Regions from separate parts of the Mus musculus genome. Here region 1 is linked to region 2. The links are chromatin contacts, called in public promoter capture Hi-C maps. All regions are on one chromosome and are shown on one strand. The core of a region is the stretch at or near the end of the contact, and the rest is flanking DNA. Distances in the headings are between cores, read along the strand shown.

Region 1 (2,700 bases), core at 31-2,530, 1.9 Mb after region 2:
ATTATTGGCATATATGACCAGGCCCATCTACAAAATACCACATTTTTAAAAAGGAAAAGATACACAGATTCCATCTGATTTGGTATTAAATATTGTACATTTTCTTTCAAATACCTCTATATGAGACTATAGAATGTTTAGATGGAGAAGCTTCTAAACGCAGACATAAAAAATACCATTTACAGTTACAGGATAAGCTTTTAGATAACAAGGCAAAAATAAGATGAAAACGCTGCTTTATCCACATCCAAATCCCACCCAGTGCTCAGACGTACCTGTCACAGCGTTCTGTCTGGAGCCAGGTTTGGCATGAATGGCTATGGTGACAAAACCTTTAGGGTCAGTTGCTACAGGCCCTGCAGCAGGAGGTGCTGTCTCTGGTTCTTTGGTTTGGTTTTTACCCTAAAATGACACACAATTTCACAGGTAACAAAATACTTCAGTTATTTTGAGCCATCACTACCCTCACCTTCACTAAACTGGGCCTACATGCAGAAACTAGCCACCACCGTGCTCCTCCCACATCCCTTCATGATCCAACATACAGAGACAGAGAGGGGGGTGGGGTGGGGCTGTCTCTGTGTAGGTATGTGTTCTACTTAAGATCTCTTGGCTAGCTTAGGACTTGTTCCCACAGTCTACTTTATCGTTTCTATTTCTCAAGAGAAGGGGCATTTATTAGTCATCTTTATAGCCAATGCATCCTAACGCTCAAGAGTGGGTGAGGAGTCCATTGCAGAAAGAACGACGACTGGTATTTAAATGCCATCTAACAACTTAACAGAAAACAACTTCCAGGGCAGTATGCGGACAGCGGGTATGAAGAGGAATAAGGATTCAAACTCCCTGACTTCAAGGGGCTGGGATCACAGCGACAGAAAACAAAGGGATATTAGGGGAGGGAGTGCAGTCTCATTGACAGAAGGAAGCGATCAGCCACCATAGGGAGGCAGAACGCACAGCCTGCCGGGAAGTGTAACCCTCAGAGTGAGAGAGCAAAGACGGTGGTCAGCGGGTGCGCAGTGGAGCCTACTCATCCTTAGGGCGAGCTAATGTGCGACCCAGGAAGTCTCAGACCTGGACCCGAAGGGAGGTCTTCCGCCCTCCAGGCGCTGCGTCTGTTCCCCGCCAGTGTAGCCCCGTGGCCCACCCTCTCCACAACACGAGGCTTGCCACTGGCCTTGCTTGTCGCACCGGCTTTCTTAGGCATTGTGGAACCACACAGGAGTCTAACAGAGGCCAAGCACACCGACCTACAGCAAGCAGCAGCATCCCAACCACGCAGGCGCCAGCGTGGCGGAAGAGTTCTGTGCGCCTGCGCAAGTCATGGGCGGAAGCGGCAGGCGCGTCGGCCGGCACCTAAGAGTGCCACCTCGCCCCGAGATGGCACTGTTTTCCTTCCTTTGCAACCTGCCAGCCTCAGGGTGTGATCCATTGGTGAGCCATCTTTGCCAGCAGAGGGAAAATTGTCACCTATCCTTAGGGTTGGCAAGAGCAGCCAGCCTCGGTGCTCGCCTGCCCAACGCGGCACCATGGCAATTCGCACAGGGCAGTGCGCAAGGAGAGGAGATCCACTGTGGAGTTGAATACAACCGTTCGTGAAACTGAAGCAGAGGCAAATCAATGCAAGTGCTAAAGTTAGGGACTGGCCTTGTCCAATAAGGTTAGAATGTATAGATGGTATATGCCCAGAGGTAGGAAGATCTGCTACCTAAATGGGAGATGGCTTGTTACCATTTTGAGGATCTTTGGGACCTGAATAATCTGAGATGGGGAAAAGATTAACTGAAGATGCCCGAGTCTACGGCTAGCAGTTGTGGCAGTCCGAGGGGGAGTTTTCAGGGTACATTAAGTTTGAAATGATTGGAGACATCCAAGTGGAATAGTTAAGGAGCTACCTGAATACATAACCAAATTATCAGTGACCTGTGCCAGTGAGAGGGGAGTTAAGGAGGAGGACAGAGACTGTGACAAATGTCAAAGGGCGACAGCATTCAGATTCACAAACAGGTGAGACTGGAATGTGAGTGCTGAAAACAGCCACTAAAGGTTGGGATCAGAATGGGATGTCTCATTTTACTCTCCCAGAGACACCCTTTCCACATGACACGTTAAGTGGTGTGTTGTGAGAAAGTGGCTAAAGCCTAAGACTCAGGTGATTCAGGTGTTAAACCACACCACACCTTTTTTGAAATACATTACAAATAGAGGCACAAAGTGGAGCCAAAACTATACTGTAGTAATTTGATGAATTTTGAGGTGAAATCATGATGCCCTAAAAATATTTACATTACGATTCATAACAGTAGCCAAATTAGTTAGGAAGTAGCAACAAAAGTAATGTTACCGTTGGGAGTCATCACAGCATGAGGAACTGTATTAAAAGGTTGCAGCATTAGGAAGGTTGAGAACCACTGCTCTAGAGACTTGACAGTTTTTATCAGGGGAGGAACACGGATTGGTGTATTTCTGATGGTGCCTGGATGGGCAAAGGAGGGGGAAGCAATGTCCTCTAAGGAACCGTCAGCCTTCTCCACAGGTACCTCTAGAGTACCTCATCACCAGCTAGAAAGGACAGGACCCCGCCTCAGGTCAATCTGTCACACAGCCACTTGCCCCAATGGAAAGAACAGGGGTTTGTAATCCAAATGGCAGAAACCCAATGTAAAATTCTTAAGACTTGATCTTAGATTTGACAAT
Region 2 (2,700 bases), core at 140-2,639:
CAGCAGAAACTGCTACAAACACAGTTCTGCAGAGGCCTTGCCCTGCCCTCATAGGTATAATCTATAGGATCCCTCAGCCTGAGGTGAGTGGCTACCAGCCTGCTGGGATTCTGGGCTGAAGGGCGAGCACCTTGCAGCGGCCCCCTCAGGAACTCTGCAGGGTATGCATGTGACCCTAGGTTCAAATCCTGTGGAGTTGGGGGAGAGTACCATAATCAAATCCAGAGGCTGAGGCAGGAGGATTGCCTAGAGATCCAAGCCAACCTAAGCTATACAGCTCATTGCTCAGGTATTCCACAATCCACCGTAGCCACAGTCCTAGTTCCTGTACCTGGCCTGTCACATGTAGGAAAAGCTCCCTTCCCCATGGGGAATTGTGGCCAGTCTTCCTGTTTGGTGCCGGGCCACCTCCTTCTTACTAGCCACCCACGCTGACAGAGGTGGGAGGCCACCTGCTCCAAGTTCTACTTTCACAAATAAACTGGCCAAGGTCCTGACATCCCTAGACCTCAGATCCATCAGTCACAGAAGTGCCCTGAAATCTCCCAACAGCACATGTCACTGGTATCCTCAGAGCAGGATTGGGTTTTAAGTCACCAAAGCCCAGACTCTCCAGGGCAGGCAGCCTGCCTTATTGGAGGTAGTCTATTTGGAAAGACCCCTCTGCTGAAAAAGCTTGGGTTGCCACCAGCTCTGCTCTCTGGAGGCCACCGCAGCAGAATCCTGGTGCGCATCCAGGAGGCATGCCTATCTATGCATGGGACGAGCACAGCAACCGAGGGTCTAGGATAAAGTCTAGTTCCCGTCTCCTCACAGAGGCTGGGGCACAGGGCCAGGGCCGCCGCTCTAACCCGACTGGGACTGTAGAGCAGAAACATGTGTCTTTGCTCCGTGACTTCCAGGGGTCAGCGTGCACCTTCTGTTCCACTCGCGCCATCCCTAGTCCTCTATACTTCAGCCATTCTGTATCCTCTCATCTCTGGCTCCGTCCTCTATGTGTCCCTCACCACCCGCCCTCTAACCCTTGAGTCTGGCCACCAGACTCCAGCTACCGTTCCTGGGCTCCAGCCACCCCTTTTTCTCCAGGCCTGGCCATCTTCTGTCACCAAGGCCGGAGCTTCCCTCGGAGCCCTGCAGACACCTGGAGGCCAAGAGCCGCTGGCACCCTCGGGGACTCACTCCAACAGCTTCGGCAGCTCCCGGACCTCAGTTTACCCATCTGAGTAGGGGCAGAAGCTTCAGTTGGCTCCCGCACCCCAGATGCCAAGCCCCACACCCGGTGTCCCCAAACTTCCGCAGCCCATGGCTGCCTTCCCACACTTGCCTAGGACTGCACGCTTCTCCGAGCTGCTCCTGCCTCGCCTCCGCCCGCCTGCTCTGGCGGGTTAAAGGGAAGTAACCCGAGCCCACCACCGCTCCGCCCGAACTACACCCGCCCCCCCCCACCCGGCTCCGCCCGCGCTCCTCCCCGCCTGCACGCAAACAGCCGCTCCCCCGACGGTGCGGCCCCTGGCCCCCAGCGCGCCAGACCCAGACCTCTCGCCCTCACCCACCCACACTTCGCGCCGCCGCTGTCCCAGTGTCTCGCCCACCACATCTGGGAGACATCTGCAGCTGGAGGGAGGGGCTCACAGCCTCAAAAGTTTACAGGATAATCCCCACAGTTCTGGAGGCTTTCCACAGAACTTAATCTGATTATCTTTTCTTCTTCTTCTTCCTTCTTCTTCTTCTTCTTCTTCTTCTTCTTCTTCTTCTTCTTCTTCTTCTTCTTCTTCTTCTTCTTCTTCTTCCTCCTCCTCCTCCTCCTCCTCCTCCTCCTCCTCCTCCTCCTCCTCCTCCTCCTCCTCCTCCTCTTCCTCCGAACTTATTATGTAGTCCAGGCCAAGCTCAAACTAGCAACAATCCTGCTTCACTGCTACACTTTTTCCATGAGCCTGGATCATCCACCAATTCTAACTTTTTCTTCCTTTCTCTTTCTCCCCTTCCTCCCTCTCTCCCTCTCTCCCTCCCTCCCTTATTTTCTTCTAGTACTGTGGTTTAAGTCCAGTGCCTCATGCGTACTAGATAAGTGCTCAGCCGTGAGCTACATCCTCAGCCCTTTTCTTTTTTCTTTTATTTCTTTTTAAAGGAAAGGGCTCACTGAATCATCCAGGCTGACCTTGAACTCACTGTAGCCCAGACTGACCTTGACTTCAGCCTCTCCAGGCCAAGCTCTGGCTAACTCTTGACACCTAGGCTGTCTTCAAGAAGTCAAAGTTATTAGAAGCCTCTAGCAAATAAAGGATTGCATCCAGGAGTTTATGCTTCTTGTCCCCATTCCGCTTCGAGATACTGTGTGTTCCAGGGCACTCCCTCCCTGGGCATCTTTTTTATTGGCAATTCAGGGTACCATTTCTATTAGTTTCCTATTGCTGCTATAATAACACAAACTTTAAAAGACACATGCTTATTCTCATACTGTTTATAAATCAGACTCACTGTACTGAAACTCGGGGTGTCCGTGGGAAGCTTCCCTTCTGGAAGCTCTAAGAGAGAGCATCTTTGTCTTTTCCGATGGCTAGAGGCACCCACATTCCTTGGCTTGAGGCCACCTTTGGAGCGAGGAGTGACCGGTGCTTCAACTCTCGGCTTTGTCATTCTGATACTGACTGGCTTCTCCCATGCGATGCACCCATATAATTCAAGGTGATCTCCCTGTTC

Evidence for each region. Promoter capture Hi-C pulls out the DNA fragments that hold promoters and counts their contacts.
Region 1: a contact with region 2 is called in a promoter capture Hi-C map of liver, with 5 times the contacts expected there. The contact joins the promoter of 3110040N11Rik here to the promoter of Anpep in region 2. A contact is called at or near these places in 2 of 39 promoter capture datasets (both in liver).

The regions. Positions count from the first base shown.
Region 1 is chr7:81,788,175-81,790,874 of GRCm38.p6, forward strand. It overlaps 3110040N11Rik (RIKEN cDNA 3110040N11 gene), which reads right to left and starts at 1,281. Exons shown (of 5, transcript NM_026077.4): 1 at 1,181-1,281; 2 at 276-402. The coding sequence starts at 1,210.
Region 2 is chr7:79,846,821-79,849,520 of GRCm38.p6, forward strand. Anpep (alanyl (membrane) aminopeptidase) reads right to left here and starts at 1,390. Exons shown (of 21, transcript NM_008486.3): 1 at 1,325-1,390.